Linked DNA regions of Mus musculus: region 1 is linked to region 2. Evidence: chromatin contacts called from public promoter capture Hi-C data. All regions are on one chromosome and are shown on one strand. Each heading gives the region's core, a stretch centred on a gene start, on an enhancer-like site or on the middle of the called end of the contact. The rest is flanking DNA. Distances are from core to core; before and after follow the strand shown. Region 1 overlaps Mindy4 (MINDY lysine 48 deubiquitinase 4). Region 2 holds the start of Aqp1 (aquaporin 1).

Region 1 (3,598 bases), core at 108-2,607, 58 kb before region 2:
TATTAATGTAAGTAGATGGTGGATGATAAATGTGATATGCTTCTGGCAGTCTCACATCAGCTGTGGGCTGGGTTGTCGGCTATGGCTACCTGCCTTTGGTACCCTACGCCAGGTAACTAATTAACCTTGGCACCTGTCTATTTGGCATCTCTAAGGGTACAGGGTTCAAGAGCTTGTGGAACAGAAGCCCAGAGAAGAAAGATGTTGTGTCCCAGGCCACATAGGAGCTGGTGGCAAGTGGGTCCCACACCCAAATCCTACTGTTAGTCAGAGCTGCCCCAGGCTACACTCCCATTTTCGTTGCTGGGGGAGTCTGTGTGGGTGGAGAGGCTTCTAAGAGGATGGCTGGAATCCTTACCCTGGATGAAGACAGTGGCAAGTCAGCAGTCCTTCCTCTGCAGATGTGTTTGCTAACTGTAAGGGAGAGTCGGGCCTCCTCCTGCCAGACATAGGCGTGGTTGTTCCAAGCTCACCCACCACTCTCTTTTTCCATGCCCTGGACTTGTGGGTGAGTTCATAGCAGGAAAAACGAGAAGCACTTGGCTCTCTGTTCCCTCTGGAGCTGCCACTCCTGTCCCCTTTTATTTCATGGCACATGTGGTCTTGCTGGCTGTAGAGTGAGCCTTTTCCTCTGTTAGAGGACTTATGCACCTTCTTTTCCTTTTTAGGGCTTCAGGAACACCGCACTTCAGTCCAACAGGGAAATACAAAGCAGATGGAGTCTTAGAAACAGTACGGCTTTCTGGAAAACTATCGTGCCACCTTTGGCTTTGTTTGGGGACTATCTCCTTTCATATAAGTAAATCCTACCCCAGCTGGGGCTGGCTGGCCATCCCTGCAGCCCAGGCCCCCAGAATCCTGCCTGCCCTTTGGGGGTTGGGGAGAGCTGAGTGGCTTGGTGGTTTGGCGTGGTTTGGCATGGTTTGGCGTGGTTTGGCTCATCAGAGCTGGTTCAGTGGCTGAGAGGCCCAGTGTGTCCCCTCATTCCCCTCCATATGCATTGGTATAGAGGTAACCTCAGTACCCCGTGTGCAGTGTTCCTTGTTGCGCTGACCTTCTGCCCTTCCCAAATCTTTATTATCTTTTCTAGCATTCACATGAATGGGGAGAGGCACGAGAATGTAGAAAGTGGGGGAGGGGAAGTTGATAGTATGGGGCAGCAGCCATAAGCCCAGCCTAAGTGCAAGTCAGGGAAAAAATAGGAAGGATACCGTGTATTATTAAAAACTTGGACACAGCAAAGATACTCAAAACCTGATATGCCTTCACCGTTTGTTCTAGCCAGTTTGTTTCCTATGACCCAGCCATACTCACATGTGACCCTTGAACCCTCACTTGGGACCTTGCTTGATTAATGTTTTCTGGAAATGTGTTTTTTCCTGACTTGCCTGAGTACAGCTTGTTGGGTTTTGACCTGGCTTGGCCATGGTGACATGGAAAAGTGATTCTTCCCTGCCTCTCCTATTCCTTGTTTTAGCCTCCACACAGGGACCATGATCCCTGTGCACCGTGATCCCTGTGCACCGTGTCAGGGGAGTACAGGGACTTTACCGGAGGATAACCTGTAACTCACTCAGCGATGCTGGACAGCCCAGAATCACTCACAACATCCCATGCACTTTTTTTTTTTTTTTTTTGGTAGGGCCTGACCCGGCATGGGCACAGTCCCTGGGGACATGTGGCTCACTCTGTGTGTTTCTTCACAGCTCACACTGTATAGTTTGACCAGCTCAGAGGACCTGGTGACTTTTATCCAGCAGAGTGTTCATCAGGTATGCAGTCATTTCTTTGGTGGCATGAACATTGCTAAACATCCCGATTTCTCTATGAAGAGGGTGGTAGGTGGAGTACGGCTCTGGTCATCTCCATCCTGGGGGTGGCAAAGACACTGGGAAGAATGTGCTGATGGAGGTCGAAGATGGGTGGGTGTGGGTAGGAGGCAGTTTCCGTGACATCCTCCAAGGCTGGTTGTGATCACAAGGCTTAGGGAGCTGTAGTAACTGGGCTTCATCTGGGATCAGGAGCCAAGCTGAGGCTTGACTTTGTAGGGCTTTCCCTCTGCTGAAGTAAGCAGCCACTCTGGAAGGCTGGACTGTGAATTAACAGAGAGAGAGTTCTAGAACAAGCTGGGAGGTGACGAGGAAGCAGCTCTCTCTGTGGGGCTGGAGGAGACCCTGCTTGGCACAGGACCTCACTAGTGTTCTGGAGAGGCGGGCTGAACCATGCAGGACCCTACAGTGCCTGCTTTGCTCAAGGAGGGATGCACTTCACCACTGGTTCTGAGATTGGCTCATGGCCTATGGCCAGGTTGGACAGGAGAAAACCTAGGGCTTTTGTAATCCCCAATGGGAAAGGTGCTATAGGGTGTGTGGAGCAAAGGATGTGGCTCATGGAGTAGTCAGCCTGGCTTTGGATCTGAGAGGCTGTGAGACTCAGGCTTTATCCTGAAGTTTTGTACCTAAGTTACCTCACTTGGCACGCCTAGGTACCAGCCATGCCTGCCTCACAGGCTGTGCATGAGGCCTAGCTTCATGGCATGAGCAGATAAAGAAGGAAGTATACCTGCTCCATGAGAATCAGGAAATGCTCTGGGGGGTCGAGTGATGAGCCTAGGTAGGAAGAACTGGCTGGAGGTGGGACCTGACCTGAAGTCCCTACTGTTAGATGTCCTTTCTCAGCCTTTCCCCCTGAAGATCCTGAGGGTCTTATCACAGCCCCAGAAGCATCCTGACCCTGACAGCACCAGATGTTCCCTGTTAAGAAAACAGTCCCACACTGAGACTAATGGAAGACAGGCATGGTCACGGGGCACTGGCCCCACTGAAACCTGTTCATCCTAGAACTATTGCTTTCCATTCTGGGGCAGCCCAGGAGAGATGGGGCCTGCATGGTCATCTTAGTTAGGGCAGCTTCCTCAGGTCTAGGCAGAGGGGTAGACATGTCGAGAGGGTCCTAGAATAGCTATCTGTCACTTGTGCCATTTCTACTTCTATTTTTTTCTTGTGATAACTCCTCGGGGTGTCTGCAGGGTGTGTGGCAGTTTCCTACCTTTGTGGAGAGCAATGAGAAGGCTTGAAGCAAGGGCCTAGGTACCTGCCTTGGCCTTGGAAAAGCCCTTTTGAACCCCCATCTAGAAATGGAAGCTGGAGCAGTAAAATAGCTTCTATTATCAGCGAAGACTCTTGAGCTCCTATGGGAAAATGTGTTCTACATGAAGTACAGGCACTCTGAGTGAGTAGAACCAGGGCTGCCTGTTGAATGGAGGTGTCTGAGGGCACAGCAGTATGCCTAAGGGAAGCCCATGGAAGGTTGTTCCCTGAGGCAGATGGAACATGGAGCTATCCTAGCTATGGAAGGAAAGGGATTGAGGACCAAGGAGTGGCCATAGTGCAGTCAAGGAAAGGCTTTGGGGTCAGGCCACTGCCCCTATGATGGTGACTCTTGGCACTAGGGCCTCAATCCTTGCCTGCAAATGGGCTCTTGTGCCTCAGCCTGTGTCCTGGGATTTCCCTGAATCTTGTACATGACAGAAGCCATAAGGGAGTTCAGAGAGAAGGGCCTGCTGTCAGGTGAGGGTCCCTCAGTTTAACCTTCAGGC
Region 2 (3,657 bases), core at 921-3,420:
ATGTAGCAGACGGGAAGATTCAAGAAGACAAGGGGCTGGTCTTTGTGGCCTATGGTTGTTCCTGTGGTCTCCAGAGTGGTGTTTGGCATGATATTAGTGCTAATAAAATACTTGTGCTAAAGAAAATATTAGTAGTATCCAAGAGAATCTCACCACTGTTTTACACACACACACACACACACACACACACACACACACACACACACACACTAGCATACCACATACTTCAGCTACAAACCTGGTCTGCAGGTACTGCCACAGCCTCTTGGGACAGACATGCTTAGGTCCACAAATGCTCATATACCTCACTTGGTTCTGATGCACAGTTCTGCTGCCGGGCCCCACCAGCCTTTGGTGCAGGGCCAGCTCTCCCTACTGTTTTCCTAGAATCCTCTTGATTAGGTCCCTGAGGCAGACAGCATCAGATCTGAGCCCTACACAGCCTTGCAGAAAGATCTCTGATTAGAGGCCCCTGGGCCCAAAGAGTGAGTTCCTTGAGGGGGCTGTGTCCCTGGGAAACCTCTCAGAATATAGGATGTGGTAGAGCTTCCAGGAAGTGCCTGCTCCATCATCCTGACTGCCTCTCTAGAGGGTTAATAAGTCTTTGATTGCATCCAGCTGCCAAGCAGCCACTACACCACCTTTCTACTCAGAGCCACTCCTCCTGGCCTTCTAAGTGTTTAGGTGTGTGGTGGTAAATTACTTCCCAACCAGCCACCTGCTCCCATCAAACATAGCATGGGATTTCTGTAGGTCACATCTGGTTCCAGGACTGTGGCTGAATACAACCTGGCCCTTGAGGGACAATGTCATTCTCTGTAGGATAGAAGGTGCTTGGCCCTATCTTGACAGATGTCAGACTCAAAGACATTTCTTCTTTCTCAGTGAGTGTTGTTTTTCCACCTCTGATGGGTAAGAAGCCAATGATTCTGATAAGGACTAAGATGGAAAGAGAGGGACCAATCATAACAGGTCCTACCTTGTGGCCACAGAGAGAGCCTCCCTATGGGCCTGGTATACCTTCCAGCACACTCAAACAGTAGGCAAGTGACCGACCAGTTCTCTGGTCCTTTACTCGGGATTTTGGGGGTACACAGGAAACATGGTGGGTGCTTTGTCTGCCCCCACCTCCTCTCCACCCCTCCTGGTGTTGGAAAGTGCCTCTGGTCTCCCTTACCTTCCTCTCTCCTCTTTCTCTATCTAGATTCTTGTCCGGCCTATGTCTCCTCTGCTCCGTTTGTCTCTTCCTGTTTCTGACGTGCTGTTTTTTCCTGTGATGCTAGTGACTGAATCCAGTGCCCAGTTGAATATTGTATGCGTGAGCACATCCATAGCCTGGCCGCTGTCTCCTGCAAGGCTGGAAACCTCTTCCACTTTCCACCATCACTCGGATAATGCTTCCTGTTGCTCTGCCTATCATCCCATCACTGCATCTGTCTCTTAGCCCCAGCCCATGTCTCCCATTCGCTCCTTTTCAGGTCCAGCTGTCATTCCTTCCATCTCTTCAGTGACCTGCTAGCTACTTTATCTATTAGAGAAAAAAAAAAAGCCTAAGCAACATTATCTTCCCCACCCCCTCTCAAATCATGGCCTCAAATTGTTTTAAGTTTGAGGAATTGGGGGAGTTTTCCAGCAACCTTGCTTGGCTAAGGTCTGCCATTGTCTAAAGAATGATAGGTGGCTCCCAGAAAGCTTCTCTACTCCCATCAATGAGGCCCGGGGGGCGAGGACACATCCCCAAAGTGACATGCAGCTGCTTGGCCCAGGCCAGGACATTGGAGGCCAGACTGGCCCACAGATTTCTCAGCCTGAGAACTTCAGATTACTAACTCTGCTCAGAGTGGGATGGGACAGGCAGGCAATTTCTGGTGCCACCTCCAGGGAGGGCAATGTCCGTCTGGGGAGTCCAGACAACCCCTATTCCCCACCCCTTCTAGAGTGCCAGCCTCTGCCCTCAGGCACCCTTGAGCTTTGCAGGCTGGGCGGGGACACCTGGATTTCTCTGGCCCCCTGAGAAGAGCCAGCTTGGAAGAATTTCCCAAAGCCTATTAGAGCAACGGTTGCCTCCTGCCTCCTTACGCTGGGCAGGGCCGAGGGCTGAGGCGGGTGGAGGGAGCAAGGGAGGGCAGGAGGGGGAGAGGAGGAAGGAAAAAGTTGGCAGGCAGACAGCAGAGCCCTGTCTGCATCCATCGCAGCGAGGAGGCTCGTGTGGTGTGGGGCGGGCCAGGAGCAAGGAGAGGCCTTCCTCCCTTTGTGCTCCCCCCACCCAGCCCTATAAATAGGCCCAGCCCAGGCTGTGGCTCAGCTCTTGGAGGGAGTTGAGCACCAGGCATCCAGCGGTTAAGTCGAGGTCCCTGCCAGCATGGCCAGTGAAATCAAGAAGAAGCTCTTCTGGAGGGCTGTGGTGGCTGAGTTCCTGGCCATGACCCTCTTCGTCTTCATCAGCATTGGTTCTGCCCTAGGCTTCAATTACCCACTGGAGAGAAACCAGACGCTGGTCCAGGACAACGTGAAGGTGTCGCTGGCCTTTGGTTTGAGCATCGCTACTCTGGCCCAAAGTGTGGGTCACATCAGCGGTGCTCACCTCAACCCTGCGGTCACACTGGGGCTCCTGCTCAGCTGTCAGATCAGCATCCTCCGGGCTGTCATGTACATCATCGCCCAGTGTGTGGGAGCCATCGTCGCCACGGCCATTCTCTCGGGCATCACCTCCTCCCTAGTCGACAATTCACTTGGCCGCAATGACGTGAGTGGGGTATCTTAGGCTTAGGGTGTCTGTAGGAGAAGACAGAGAGGGAGCTGGCTCCATTTGCCTACTGTACAAGGGGGATACTGAAGAACAGAGAGAAGGATGAAGGTTTCTGGAGTCATGCTGAGAACTGGGGCTAGAACTCAGTTGTACTGCATGGTCTCTTTGCTGGTTGGTGCTGTGAGAATGGAGGAGCTAGACAATATGGTTGTGCCAAAGTCCCCTGCAGAGTAGCTACTGCCAGGAATGAGCTGGAGGGGCAGCTAGGTGCATGCCAGCAGTTCCTCCCCTCTTCTGAGCTACCTGAGCAGTCACCTTCCCCCTTTGCAGTCCCGTGCACTAGGCAACCTCTACCTACTGTCCCGAGTACATTTTCTCCAGCTACCCAGTGTGTTTAAAGCCACTTCTGCAAGTGTCTGAGTGTGACTCTCTTGATAAGTTGCCTGGGCTTCTAATCGGCTTCTAATCCTTAGCCAGGTCCCCAAATCAACTTCCTCAGAAAGTCAGGAGACAGCCCCCTTTCCTCCCTCTACCCCCAATAATTAGACAAAGTTGAGAGAACAATACTCTCTCTGGAGCTTTGGGAGAGTTTTCTAGATACCAGTTCAGGAGAAGGGCTCAGCTCAGCAGTCCCTGGCCACTGAACCGTGGGGCATGCTGGCTTGTTGTGTGCGGAGGTGGAAGCGAAGGTGTGTGAGTGTCTGCTTGGGTCCTGAACTTGTGTAAGCTATTTTCACGTTGATGCTGTGTTGTTGGAGAGTGTGTAAGCACTTGTACCCATTGTTCCTGGCTTTAATGATAAGCAGACGCTGGCAACAGTACGTGGCGACTGCTCAACATAACTGTCTTTGGGCTACTCTACATGACTAAGTGGCCTCTGTGGTGGCTGCCTGGCCACTGACCTTTTC

The links. Promoter capture Hi-C pulls out the DNA fragments that hold promoters and counts their contacts.
Region 1: a promoter capture Hi-C map of liver shows a contact between it and region 2, with 2.3 times the contacts expected there. The contact joins the enhancer-like site here to the promoter of Aqp1 in region 2. A contact is called at or near these places in 8 of 39 promoter capture datasets (the 3T3-L1 cell line, 3T3-L1-derived adipocytes, embryonic stem cells and 2 more), 5 of 484 Hi-C or Micro-C datasets (CD4 T cells, liver and nephron progenitors), 1 of 115 datasets of contacts at active chromatin or transcription factors (kidney) and 1 of 9 other capture datasets (liver).

The regions. Positions count from the first base shown.
Region 1 is chr6:55,277,379-55,280,976 of GRCm38.p6, forward strand. It overlaps Mindy4 (MINDY lysine 48 deubiquitinase 4), which reads left to right. Exons shown (of 18, transcript NM_001142781.1): 11 at 669-732; 12 at 1,707-1,772. Among named protein-coding and RNA genes, the nearest start is that of Gm38819, 49 kb to the right of the region's middle. Within about 2 kb of position 1,358, at least 36 of the 459 cell types and tissues checked have an H3K27ac peak or open chromatin away from gene starts, as enhancers often do. A contact at or near this core is called in hematopoietic stem and progenitor cells, kidney and liver, where this site is marked.
Region 2 is chr6:55,334,129-55,337,785 of GRCm38.p6, forward strand. It overlaps Aqp1 (aquaporin 1), which reads left to right and starts at 2,171. Exons shown (of 4, transcript NM_007472.2): 1 at 2,171-2,746. The coding sequence starts at 2,363.